2 separate regions of the Mus musculus genome follow, and region 1 is linked to region 2. The links are chromatin contacts, called in public Hi-C maps. All regions are on one chromosome and are shown on one strand. The core of a region is the stretch at or near the end of the contact, and the rest is flanking DNA. Distances in the headings are between cores, read along the strand shown. Region 1 overlaps Chl1 (cell adhesion molecule L1-like). Region 2 has its middle 170 kb from the start of Chl1.

Region 1 (6,914 bases), core at 1,550-4,049, 340 kb after region 2:
AAACTAACAACTGAGCCCATACCCTGTTGGGAGATTCTATAGGTATGCTTCTTTTCTTTTCTTTTCTTTTCTTTTCTTTTCTTTTCTTTTCTTTTCTTTTCTTTTCTTTTCTTTTCTTTTCTTTTCTATTCTTTTCTTTTCTCTTCTCTTCTCTTCTCTTCTCTTCTTTTCTTTTTTTTCCTTTCCTTTCCTTTCCTTTCCTTTCCTTTCCTTTTCTTTTCTTTTTCTCTCTCTCTTTTTTGGAGCTGAGACAAAAGGATGGACCATCGAGAGACTGCCATGTCCAGGGATCCATCCCATAATCAGCTTCCAAACGCTGACACCATTGCATACACTAGCAAGATTTTATCGAAAGGACCCAGATATAGCTCTCTCTTGTGAGACTATGCCGGGGCCTAGCAAACACAGAAGCAGATGCTCACAGTCAGCTATTGGATGGATCACAGGGCCCCCAATGGAGGAGCTAGAGAAAGTATCCAAGGAGTTAAAGGGATCTGCAACCCTATAGGTGGAACAACATTATGAACTAACCAGTACCCCGGAGCTCTTGACTCTACCTGCATATGTATCAAAAGATGGACTAGTCAGCCATCACTGGAAAGAGAAGCCCATTGGTCATGCAAACTTTATATGCCCCAGTACAGGGGAACACCAGGGCCAAAAAGTGGGAGTGGGTGGGTAGGGGAGTTGGGGGGGTATGGGGGAATTTTGGGATAGCACTGGAAATGTAAATGAGGAAAATACCTAATAAAAATATTTTAAAAAATATATTTTCTTTATATACATTTCAAATGCTATCCCAAAAGTCCCCTATACCCGCCCTGCTCCCCTACCCACCCACTCCCACTTCTTGGCCCTGGCATTCCCCTGTACGGGCACATATAAAGTTTGCAAGACCAAGGGGCCTCTCTTCCCAATGATGGCCAACTAGGCCATTTTCTGCTACATATTCAGCTAGAGACATGAGCTCTGGGGGTACTGGTTAGTTCATATTGTTGTTCCACCTATAGGGTTGCAGACCCCTTTAGCTCTTTGGGTGCTTTCTCTAGCTCCTCCATTGGGGGCCCTGTGTTTCATCCAATAGATGACTGTGAGCATTCAATTCTGTATTTGCCAGGCACTGGCCTAGCCTCACAAGAGACAGTTATATCAGAGTCCTTTCAGCAAAATCTTGCTGGTATATGCAATAGTGTCTGGGTTTGGTGGCTGATTATGGGATGGATCCCTGGATATGGCAGTCTCTGGATGGTCCATCCTTTCGTCTTAGCTCCAAACTTTGTCTCTGTAACTCCTTCCATGGGTGTTTTGTTCCCTATTCTAAGGAGGAATGAAGTATTCACACTTTGGTCTTCGTTCTTCTTGATTTTTTTGTGTTTTGCAAATTGTACCTTGGGTATTCTAAGTTTCTGGGCTAATATCCACTTATCAGTGAGTGCATATGAAGTGACTTCTTTTGTGATTGGGTTACCTGACTAAGGATGATGTCCTCCAGATACATCCATTTGACCAAGAATTTCATAAATTCATTGTTTTTAATAGCTGAGTAGTACTCCATTGTATAAATGTACCACATTTTCTGTATCCATTCCTCTCTTGAGGGACATCTGGGTTCTTTCCAGCTTCTGGCTATTATAAATAAGGCTGCTATTTCTTTTATCACATAGATTTGCCAGAATTACCTGTTTGTATGTTTTTTCTTACCCCTTAATAAATTTAATTTCCCATGTAATCACCTTTCTTTCTTTTACTAAAATCATTTAAAAGATATTTTCACTTTATATATGTTCATATCTTTTAAAAAGTTTCTTTTTTTAATCAACACAAAAATCCATAGTTCTTGCAGGGAAATGAGCAGGCTAAAGTTGATGGGAAATACTACTTTAAAATTCTATTAAGTCACTTCTGAGATTAATTATCAATTATGCACATGGGTCTGAAGAAATGGCTCAGTGGTAGGAGAGCACCAGCTGCTATTTCAAAGGGCTCTGGTTTAGTTCCCAGCGTCTACATGGTAGCTCACAGCACTATGTAACCCCAACCAAGAAATCTGATGTCGTCTTCTGTCCTCTATGGGTATAAGGTATCCAAGAAAGTGCAACATAGCTATATATGTTGGCAAACAATCACAACAACAAAAATAATAATATTCATGCATCCTTCTAGTCTTATATTCACTGTTGTCATCGTGGTGCCCTGATGGTGACAAGATGTGACAGTAACGTGTGCAATGAGAACACTTGTCTTGCTCTGTTCTGAGACTCCATTTAGAGTTACACATTTGAAGTTTTGTGCATCAAGAGATGAAGATCATCTGTCCCTAGTTTTACTGCTTTGCTTCCAGTGATAAATGTCAAATGTTCTCAGGATCCCGTTCTGCCCCTTTGCAAGAAGAACATCTCTTGCAAAGCAAATTATGTTTTCCAACTTGATAAGTTATGCAAATTGCTATACATATGACATGTAAATGCTAGAGTCAATAATCAAGGAACAAGGTCTCACAAATTTTACTGTTGTTTAAAAAGCTCTCTGAATCTATTTCCTGCATAGCCCCATTTTCAGCTACTTCGCTTCAGCCTGAAAAGAAAGAGCAGCCAGCCCTAAATGAGTTCCCATCTGCTTAGCCCTCCCTCATATTTCAGTAAGATTAATATATACAGCTAAGACAGCTGTATATTTCTGGTATGCAGATTTATATACATGTTTAGAGTGTAATGTAAGCACACACACACACACACACACAAATACAGCCATCTTGCTTTGTAGAACCTATTCCACAGTTGCTATGGAATACTTGGTAGTGTCTGCCCTCTGCTGGTTAAGGGTAGAAATGCAGACCTGTTAACGTCGTCGCATCTCTGGCTATGCAGAACCCTTCTGGAAATTTCTTTGTTTTGTCTTCAGAGCCTCCACGCTGGAAAAAGAAGCCTCAGAGTGCCGTGTACAGCACGGGGAGCAGTGGCATCTTGTTGTGTGAAGCAGAAGGCGAACCTCAACCCACAATCAAATGGAGACTCAATGGCTTGCCGATTGAAAGTGAGTTAAAAACAACCTAACAAAAGGCCTGAGAATGACATGCTAGGGAATACAGCAGTTGAATGGGATCACATCTGATCACAGTTTGGGGATGTATGAAGTAGATGGGCTGGGCTGTGTTAGCATAATACAGTGCCAGAAAATCACCAGGTGATTCTTTATTGGTAATTTGATTGATGACAACCAACACATGGATAGTGTTTATGGATATACTAAGTTAATTATATTATTAGATAGATAGATGGATAGATAGATAGATAGATAGATAGGTAGGTAGATATTGTTAAATATAATTATTTGTATAATTAAGTAATGACTGAATTAGGAAGAGGATTAATATACACCAACCCTTGCTCCTGCCCTTGAGAAGGAATGATAGAGTAACCCAGGAGAGGAAAGTTGAAAGTTGATATTTCTTGCACCCTTACAACATCCTCAATCCTTAACTCTGCCCCTGCCCAGAATATTTATTGTTCACATTTTATCTCCATGTTGTGGCCAGGACACATGTGATACCCAAAGCTATACATGACACAATAGCTCCCTGGCTGCTGTTGACAACACTAGAACATCCCCTTGAATCTTGTCCACATTTGTTGGCCACAGAGAAACAGAAATGAACCAGGCCTGGGGGCCAGATTCCTTACTGCACCAGTCTCCAAACCCTAGAGGTTTTCATTTGAACCCAGAGCTGAGGCTATTTTGAAGCTATTTGTTCAGGCAGAAGGTCAGAACCTATGTTAAATGTTATGTTCTGCTTAAGTAGCTCCATGGAGGAAAAGATAGGAAGTGCAGGTGTAGGGTCCCCATTTATTTATTAGTCATGGTTCCACGTATTATCCATGTCTCCTTGTGGTTCATAAACCAAAGTCATCACTGGGCTGCAACTCTTCCCAGGTCTGTGGCCTCGAACTCGTCACTGGATCATCTTAGCGTGGGTTTTCCAAGCTGCAAAATGGAAGCAGTGGTAGTTGGTAGTGTTTGAAGGAGATTAATTAGCCAGCTACCTAAAGTCATAATTTATCTGTGGAGTTCTTGGATGGTTTATGAACTCTGGAGCCGCACTGCCTGTGTTTGCATGGTCATCCTAACATTTGCTAACTGTGGGACTGGGAATGGAACTGTGCCTCTTAAAACCTGTTTTGTTTTGTTTTTCATAAATAAAACAGAGATGAAAATAGCTGTGACTTGCGGGTTTGTTATGTTGCTTGAGAAAAGCACCATTCCTAGAATGGGTTGCACAGGATCTGGCTTAAACCATTAATTATGGGAGGTGGGTGCAGGAGGACGAGGAGTTCAAGTGCTTCTACTTGGATCACTCATCTAATACTAAAGTGCCTGTAGGGTGGGCCAAGGCAGCCACCTTTATGAGCTCTCAAGATTAAGGGGGGTCTCTGGCTTGTTCAGAGAAGATTCTGTTTCCAATTGACAGTGGTTAATATGGAGTCCTGTAACTGGGCAAATGCTGAGAATAATTGACAATGTGTCCTCAGCCATAAATGGGACATCTATATCCGTTTTGGAAGTTCAGGGAGTATTACAGAGGAGGGAGCTGAAGCAATATAAAAGCTGAGGGATGGAAGGAGTGGTAGGAAATGCTGTCTTCTGGACAGGAAGTAGCCATTGTACCTGTGAACTCACAGCACATATTTTAACTGCTTAAGATCTGTCCATCAAAACTCGGGCATTGGTGGGTGTGGGAGGTTTATGAGACATCAACCCGAGCTGAGAAGTTGTTGGTATTTGATGGATGCTATGAGAGAAAAGACATGTTTCTTTTGGTGTATGACAAGTGGCAGGCTGCATGCTTCAGTGGATAAGCCCTATGCAGCTACCGACAGCACTAATTGGATTCAGTGAGTTATAAAATGGCAAGAGAAGACATAGTTGTAAAGGTCATGTTGTTGAGAAATTCATACATAGGAAGTAGGTAGGTACTAAGGAGAGTGTAAAGTTCGAGATGCAGGGTAGATTTATGGTTATAAAAGTACATACTTCAAGAGATGAAAAGGGTGAGGAAGTAGGCTGCCATCAGATGTCTGTGAGTACTTTTGAAGTAGAGAGGAGAGAAAGGAAAAGACTCCCCAGGTATGTCTGGAGAAAAAATAAATAAATAAAAGGAAACAGAACTGATTGCCTTAAGTCCAGGGCATAAGGAAGGGCATGAGTCAGCTGGTAAAATCATTCACTAGATGCAGGCATCAGAGCATAGACAATGACAAGGCCTGATCAAGGTCTTGGGATTTTAATGATGACAGATGAGCAACCATATAGGGTTTTGATAGGAGAGGTTGAGTGAGAAATATTATGGTTCGTTTGTTTATGAGGTACTAGAGTTTGGACCACAGTTCCGATTGCCTGGCAAGTGCTTTACTACTGAGTTGTATTCCCAGCCCTTGTAATTTATGTGTTAAAGGAATTTTCTGGTCTTTGAATGCAGCCTCTAACTCTATGACTGCAAAAAGGTGACTGAAAGACACTAAGTCATCAGGCTAGACATGTTGTCAGGTAGTAGATAGTTCAAAGTATAGCCAACAGATTTGTTGGCAGATAAGACAGGAATTGCTGTATTTGCCAGTAACAGAGGAAAGACTGAAACCAGTCAGTCTGGTTGCAAACAAACCTTGCAGTTTGTACAGCTCCTGAGCACAGAATTTTTCCTATTACTTGCCACAGGGTCACTGTGTGGTGATGGTTTGACTAACAAAGGATTTAAAATCTCATTGGACTCATATTTCTAGGAAATCATATTCTTTGTGAATCTTATTTCAAAATTCAATAAAAGTGAATCCAGTGGTTGATTGTCCATGTAACCTTCTCTGAGAGATCATGCAGCATTTCCGAGAGCACCTTGGAAAAACAGATCTCTTTATTATTTACTTCTCTGACACAATGACAAGGCTCACTGGAATTACAGTATTTACTTGAAGACACAGCACAAGTAAATTCAGGGCTAGAATGCAGCATAGAAAAAAGAACAAGTTTGAATAGAAGATTCTCTGACTATATTGTCTTATTTTCATTGAACTTATGAAAGAGAAACATCTAGGAAGAATTATGAGAATATGCCAGGGCCAGTGTATTTTTGTAGGTAACTCTTAAAAGTTGTTTTCTTGAGTCTTTAGAACAATTCTTGTCAGAATCCTAGCTCTGAATTGAGTACTCTGTGGAGAGCATTGGTGGAGGTAAGACTTAGTCCTGTGAGAGAGTAGGGTTACTTTCTGTTATAACTTATTCCTATCTTGACTTGGAGTTACTCTGAGGCCTGAAGCTGCAGGCTATTAGAACTATTGACACTTGTTGCTAACAGCAGGTGGTTAGGTAAAAGATTTATTGCTAGCACTGCCTTCTCCAGTCAGACAGCCGGAAGCTTTTCACTAGTCTGGCTGGTTAACTCTGTGAACCAAAGCAGAAGGAAAGGAAGAGAATTAAGATGCTTTATATAAGCAAATACGTACAGACACATATACACTCATACATACATTTACTTTCACAATCTCATTCACACATTAACACATTCACATTTTTCCTGGGCTCAACCACCTGTCCAGATACTTCACAAATATTCATGCATTCTTACATACTTACACATATACCCCCATATACGTACAAACAGACATATACATTTGGATGGATGGATGGATGGGGTGGAGCTCCCAAGCCAAACCATTGAATCAACAACTTTATTCCCTTTCTCTGGCCTTTTTATACCTTCTTAGAAGAAAACAGGTCTTTAGAAAATTACCTCAGAGATAAAATGTTACATAAAATGCGAGTCTCAGAAGGATGTTGATAACAAGTTCAAAGCAGTGTTTCATTCTAATGTACTCAAAATAATGTCAAAGCAACACCTTTGGCTTCTTCCTTGGACATAATGTTTT
Region 2 (7,412 bases), core at 1,928-4,427:
GATAATCACAAGCATTTCAAAGATCATCCAAATCTCTTTATGGATATCACATGGGAGCTAGGCACGTGGTGCACTCCTATACCTTCCATAAGATTTGGGGAGCTGAGGAAGATGAATTGCTTCCAGTTTATGAATATGCTAGCTTTCACTGTAAGGGCTGAACTCTAGGATGTGAGACTTGGTTTCAAAACCTAATTAAACAAACACATCTCATTTAATGGCTGAACAATATTCAGACACAAGTATTTTCCAACCCCCCCACCAAGTTTTCTTTTACAGATACAAATTTATGTTTTTCTCCACTTTCTCATGAAAATTTAGAAATGAAGATTTCTCTTATGAAATGTTATACATGATCCTTCAAATACTGAGAATGTGGTATCCACAGCCATGCTGTTTATTCCTCTGCATCTGCTCTACTTGAGCTACTACAGTGTCCTGTGTGCTTCCCCAAGACCTGGTACATTCAGTTTTTACTGGTATTATTGATTCCTTTAGAACATTATTCACCCTTACTTGGCTTCAAATTTTGTCCTTTGAAAATAATCTTTTGGTTGCTCCCAAACTTATATTATTTTACTTTGGTTTGAAATTTTCCACAAAAATCAACAATGATTAAAAAACATCCATTAGCCTTCATATCAGCAATTCCACTCCATTTTGGCCACAAATCATATTACTGGATATCAAAATCTTGACCAGAAACTCTCTGAGTATTGTTCCACCAGGACTTTACACTGCAATGTTGACTACAATGTGCCTGCAGAAACTCCAAGGCTGACAGGCCTGAGAACCCATCCCTGAGTTCCATCCTGTACCTCACAGCCATTTGAAGCCCATCTGGGTTTTCTTACCTTTCCAGAAGCCCATATTCTCCCTCACTGGTCTTCTCTCTGTTTTAAATTGTGTCAACCTTTTTTCCTATCTCAGAGCCAGTTCACTTGTCTTTAGTCCATTTGGCTCCTCATTCTCTGAATTTCTTTATGTGACTACACATTCTTGCATGGCTGGAGTTTAAGACCTCTCATTCTTAGAGAATCCTTCATATATATATATATATATATATATATATATATATATATATATATACATATACATATACATATACACATACACATACACATACACATACACATACACATACACATACACATACACATACACATACACATACACATACACATACACATACACATATACATATACATATACATACATATATATATATATAAATACTAATGGCCTAGGTTTCTTTAGAAAACCTGCAAATAAGTCAGTAAACAAAAACTAAGAAAACAAGAATCCCTAACAAAGCCTTGCTATACCAAGAGGTGCCTTTTAATATTCATTAAATGTTATCTTTCTCACTACATTAAATCTAAACATTGCCATCTTGCAAACAGCCAGAACATCTAGTAAATCAGCCTACGACCTGATAGAAGAAGATTTTGGAGCAAATATTTCAGCAGAGAGGGATTGGGGCCAGCCACAGTCACCTTGGACGCATCCAGATGATTGATATGTGTGTAGCCTTTTTCTAGATTACACTCCTGTCACCAAATTTCAGCTGTGGCCTTTACAAAGAAGCTTCCAAAGAGAAATAGCACAGGAGCCTGGATTCACTGTCAGTGCTAAAACCCACTCAGAAATGCAGCACATCTCCCACATTAGCAGTTCAGGGACTGCATCTAGAGAATGGAAAGGAATTTTAGCACCAGAGCCAGGGTTTTCCTGAGTGAAGCTATACAGGTTGTCATCTGTGAGGATGTTTATGAACACTTCCAAGAAGCCTTTGCCTCTCTTCTCTTTAAAGAAGAGAAGAGAAGAGAAGAGAAGAGAAGAGAAGAGAAGAGAAGAGAAGAGAAGAGAAGAGGGGAGACGGGGAGGGGAGGGGAGGGGAGGGGAGGGGAGAGGAGAGGAGAGGAGAGGAGAGGAGAGGAGAGGAGAGGAGAGGAGAGGAGAGGAGAGGAGAGGAGAGGAGAGGAGAGGAAAGGGGAGGAGAGGAGAGAGGAGACGGGGAGGGGAGGGGAGGGGAGGGGAGGGGAGGGGAGGGGAGGGGAGGGGAGGGGAGGGGAGGGGAGGGGAGAGGAGAGGAGAGGAGAGGAGAGGAGAGGAGAGGAGAGGAGAGGAGAGGAGAGGAGAGGAGAGGAGAGGAGAGGAGAGGAGAGGAGAGAAGAGAAGAGAAGAGAAGAGAAGAGAAGAGAAGAGAAGAGAAGAGAAGAGAAGAGAAGAGAAGAAAAGAAAAACAACAAAGAAAATAGTCCCATCTGCAATACTGGTCCTTTGTCTCATCCCCTTATCATTTATAAGTTAAAAGGGACAAAAATTAATATCTAGTACTGAATGTTGTCAAGGTACTGTCTACCACAAGAAAAAATCAGAAAATCAGACTTTGGAGACCTTGCAAGACTCCAGTTTCAAGAGTTTACTATCGGGCAAAGAAGTGCTTTTGTCTGAGGTCCAAACATTTCATTCATGCTGAGGATCTGTGCTTCTGGTCACTGCAAAAGTCTCGGTATGTTTATTATCAAGGGCTTTGGATGGCTCCTGCTCTCTGTCCATGTGCCAGGATCTTTGAAGCGATCATTGTTCTTGTGCAGTGAATTCTAGTTTAGGACACAGAAGACTATTCCTCCTCTAAAGTGCCCTTTTGAACCCAGCCAGTGGTGTAGAGTTCCGTTGACCACTGACCAGTGGCATCTGTCGCTGCACTTGCATGTGTGAGCACATGCTTGTGAATAGCCTTCATTTGGAAGGGAAGTCACTTAGCTCTCATAGTAACATGCACTGTTGCTCATGGATGCTAATGTGAAGCCCAATGTGGCTTCAAATCTCTAAAATATCCTCCAATAATGATTCCTACTAGCTCCCTGCCCTGTGGTGTTCTCCCAGAAAGTTTCACGTTAGATGCCGATGAAAGTGCAGAGGTTTTCCAGCCTTCCAAGATATAAACATTTTTGCCACCTTTGTGAAAACTCTTATTTTAATTTTAAATTTGAAGTAACATTTTGCTCCTGACCATCAGGAGGGGACAAATGGCCATTCTTAACCACACATATTTTCCCCTTGCTACCAATAGGGAATTTTTTTGTTAATGTCTCCAGAATTCGAAACCCTCGGCTACTTTGAGACATGCTTTTAAAGGTCCCTTTGCAAACCCTGCCAAGAGCCAACTGTATTTAGAGAGCCAGTGTTTCATTTGCAATTGAAAAAGACAACCCTATCATTGAATGAGGTCTTTAAAGGGAAGGGAAAACACAAAAGCTGGAAAGAAGAAACTCAAGGAAGAGTCTCTAACTCTGAGACATACTTTCATCTTGAATGCCCATTCCTTATTAAATGTTTTTGCTCAGTGCCTGTCTTGGATCCCTTGTCTTATGGCTGTGGGTGGCTTGAACTCAAAGTTGTAAACCAGGTCACTTGTACTCAGAAAGTAGCCAGTGGCTTTTTGCCATTTGTAAGTGAGAACCCTGGGCGCCTCCCCACAAAGCTAGCATAAGGTCTGACCTTTAATTCATTACCGGAAGGAAGCCTGGCTTCTCAAAAAAGAAGTCAGGCCAGTTTTGACATAAAACACTGTCCTTGCCAAAAAAGAAGAAGGAAAAAAAAAGCCATGGGCAGAGGCAGGGATAGTCAACTTTGTACAAAGCACAGTATATCCAAGAGGGAGAGAAGCAACCCATTTGAAGGTAGAAACTAGTAACAAAATGTCCAGTCACGAGGACTGAAGGGACTGATAGGGGGAATGTAAGGGGAAAATAAGTAGAACATGTGACCAAGCTTTATTAGAGAAAATGTTATACCTTATCTTCTTTAAGGAAGATTCCAGGAATGGTGGAAGATTCCAGCAATTCTCAGTTTTAACCATTATAAAAATGTTAGTGGAAAGAAGGCTACATTAAACACACACACACACAAACACACACCAGTTTTCAGATAACTAAAGAGGCAGGTATGGCTTGCCTCCAAGTACACAGAGGTACAGAATGCCTGCCTATGGAACAGGGAAAAGATCTGAAGATAGCGTTATGTATGCTGTTCTTAAACAACTAGGAAGCACAGGCCCAGAAGTATCACCCCTGTGAGCCTCAGTATCTTTACCCCCTAAGAAATGTAATATGGTGGAAGAAAGCAGAGAAGTTTCCAAGCCAGGCAGGCCACCTGGTGAAGGCCTTGAGCCCATGAGTCATATACTCAGCAGCTGTGAGATCTCTGCTGGATGCCTCAGTTCTCTCTGAGTAGTTCGCTCCTCCTTGTGGTAAGATTATAAAACCGGATTTACAGGAATGGGTGTGACTTATTAAGAAAGAGTGTACACATTCAACACAGCTCACCATTAAAGGATAGCTATTATTTACGGTAGGGATTCTTGAACATCTCCCACTTGGCAACCTTTTGCCCTCCAGTTTTTTATATAATCCCAATATGTCAGTCAGCCTATGAAGTAGGCTTGCAAACCAAACATTCGCAGAGAATAAACAGCAAAGACTTTTATTTTAAAACAATTATCTGGTGTTTTGCCACTTGGAGAGGATGAAACAGATTTGTATACTAATGAGATGCATGTGCTTATTTATATTTACATAAACAACCAAATCTTGGCTGAATGGTTGGCACTACCGTACACAGAGCATCTTTTCCGTTTTCCAGAGCTGATCATTATTTCACTTTTCCCCCTATAACTATCCATGCAGAGATCTCTGCTTCACGTAAATACGTGAAACCAAACAGAAGAAGTGTGGTTAGGGCCATTTCAGAAATTGGTGCCGAATTCCACCCTGACCTGTTCTAACGCTACTCAAGTTGCAACACATATATTTGGGAGGAGTTGGTGCTGGTTTAAACATCTGTGCAATGTGAATAAGCCGGAAGGAAAGGTGAAGAGTCTTCCATTCTTACTTCCCATCTTTTCCCCCAGCCCCCTTTTTTTCTGAAGATAATGCTTTTCGAGAGCCGAGATCCTGCTCTCTTGGCAAAATGCCAGCGAACGTCCTGGGTCTTCTATCTCTAATTCCTGCATACCAGTCATGGAAATGACATATATGCCTTGGGGTAAAAGGTTATAAGACCCATTTTTCCATGGGTGCTGGGGATCCAAATTCAATCCTTATGCTTAAGCAACAAGTACTTTACCCACTGAACCCTTTACCCAGCCCTTCAAAAATTTTAAAAATCTATATTCTAACATAGTGCAATCTGGAGATATACTAATTTGTCAGGGAGTGATGATAGGAAAACATTGAAATTTTTTGCATTTCAGAATTTCACCAACATGTTTCTAGAAGAGCTGGAAACTTTGTGTGGAGTAAGCACAGCAATTCATAACCTACAGTAGATCTGAGTAGATCTGAGCCCTGGTGTTTCTGTCTGGAGTCACTTACATAGTGTCAGGTATGACATGTGCTGTGCAAAGGATACCTGTTCATCTCTGAGCCAGTGCTTCTCTAAAGCTGTATAATGCATTGTGGGAGCTTGGTTCTAGAAACATCTTGGATTTACTACATATCTGATTTTAAATTCTTGGCCACTACACACTCAGAAACCTTTTATTATTTTCAATCTTTTTTGTGACTCTCCTGCTCTGTCACACATACAAATACATACAAATTCAGTTAAGTGACCTTATATGAGCTCTTATTCTGTAGCAGCAGAAGCTGAAAACTGAGGAAGACTGAATGACTGCTGTTCTTGTTGCTCCTTAGTTTCCTCATGCTCCACCTCATTGCTAGGGATTTTAAGCTTCGGAATATTTTCTGATTCATTACAACTACAGAGAATACATGCATTTCTTCATCATTTTGGTGGGAATTCTTTATACTATTTTACTATTTGGTTCCAAAAGACAGATATAGTGGGATCACTGAGCCACATGAAATCAGTATGCCAGGAGAGAAGCTACATTCCCTGGTGGGCTTTAGCAGAATACTGCTGGTGTTTCTCATCTTCACACATGATGCAAGATAAAGTGTCCTCTGTCTCTCTCAGGACAGGACTTTACAATCCAATTATTTTTACTGTCAGGAATCATTTTCTTCATTCCTAGTCAAAATTTACCTCTGTAATTTTCACTGGTGCTATGCTAAATAATTCCCTCTACTCATTTCTCGATGATTTCTTGTTTGCATATAGTAAATCTACCCCACCCTGAATGCATTCCTTTAATCAGTAGATTTCTTATCATAGCACATGCCTGTGATTTTGCCCTCAGCATTTGATAGGCTCCTTTATCACTGTATAATCTAATTGGAATGTAGACAGCACTCTCTTACCCCAAACACGTGAAACTAGCAAGCATTTAAAAGACAGGATATAATGACACGACTTAAAGGCACAGCAACATCTTATAATGTTCATCTTGCTATCAGTAGAGAGGGTATATATATAAATTTCTTGTGTTTTCCCCCAGGGAATATATATATATATATATATATATATATATATATATATATATATATATTAGCTATTTATTTCATTTACATTTCCAATGCTATCCCAAAAGTCCCCCACACACTCCCCGACCCACCCACTCCCACTTCTTGGCACTGGCGTTCCCCTATATATAAAGTTTGCACGACCAATGGGCCTCTCTTTCCACTGATGGCTGACTAGGCCATCTTCAGATACATATGCAGCTAGAGACACGAGCTCTGGGGGGGTACTGGTTAGTTCATATTGTTGTTCCACCTATAGGGTTGCAGATCCCTTTAGCTCCTTGGTTACTTTCTCTAGCTCCTCCATTGGGGGCCCTGTGATCCATCCAATAGCTGACTGTGAGCATCCACTTCTGTGATTGCTAGGCCCTGGCATAGTCTCACAAGAGACAGCTATATCTGGGTCCTTTCAGCAAAATCTTGCTAGTGTATGCAATGCTGTCAGTGTTTGGAAGCTGATTATGGGATGGATCCCTGGATATGGCAGTTTCTAGGTAGTCCATCCTTTTGTCTCAGCTCCAAACTTTGTCTCTGTAACTCCTTCCATGGGTGTTTTGTTCCCAATTCTAAGAAGGGGCAAAGTGTCCACACTTTGGTCTTCGTTCTTCTTGAGTTTCCTGTGTTTTGCAAATTGTATCTTATATCTTGGGTATTCTAAGTTTCTGGGCTAATATCCACTTATCAGTGAGTACATATTGTGTGAGTTCTTTTGTGATTGGGTTACCTACCTAGAGTCCCAAAGCACTAGGTTTGGCCTCCTGCCCCAATAAGACAATTAAAGAGAGCATTAGCTGATAGTGGGAAAAATAGTGAATAGGGTGAAACCAGCACACATATTGGGTAGAAGAGCATGCATATGGGTTCAGGAGCCCATGAGGTCATCTTTTAGGTTTAGAAGAATTGGAATACAGATACAGGGATATGCATAGCTAAATAACTAAGACATCATTGGAAGGATTACTCCCTTCTCCCAAAAGATGA

Evidence for each region. Hi-C and Micro-C count contacts between places; a contact is called where the count stands out from the background.
Region 1: a Hi-C map of neural progenitor cells shows a contact between it and region 2, with 4 times the contacts expected there. The contact joins two enhancer-like sites. A contact is called at or near these places in 1 of 15 datasets of contacts at CTCF or cohesin (pro-B cells), 5 of 484 Hi-C or Micro-C datasets (cerebral cortex, cortical neurons, embryonic stem cells and 2 more), 7 of 115 datasets of contacts at active chromatin or transcription factors (the 230-238 cell line, T-cell acute lymphoblastic leukemia, acute myeloid leukemia and 4 more) and 3 of 9 other capture datasets (adipose tissue, embryonic stem cells and liver).

Annotation. Positions count from the first base shown.
Region 1 is chr6:103,680,247-103,687,160 of GRCm38.p6, forward strand. It overlaps Chl1 (cell adhesion molecule L1-like), which reads left to right. Exons shown (of 27, transcript NM_007697.2): 10 at 2,902-3,033. Among named protein-coding and RNA genes, the nearest start is that of Gm52915, 8.1 kb to the right of the region's middle. Within about 2 kb of position 2,800, at least 17 of the 459 cell types and tissues checked have an H3K27ac peak or open chromatin away from gene starts, as enhancers often do. A contact at or near this core is called in neural progenitor cells, where this site is marked.
Region 2 is chr6:103,341,129-103,348,540 of GRCm38.p6, forward strand. No RefSeq gene overlaps it. Among named protein-coding and RNA genes, the nearest start is that of Chl1, 170 kb to the right of the region's middle. Within about 2 kb of position 3,178, at least 45 of the 459 cell types and tissues checked have an H3K27ac peak or open chromatin away from gene starts, as enhancers often do. A contact at or near this core is called in neural progenitor cells, where this site is marked.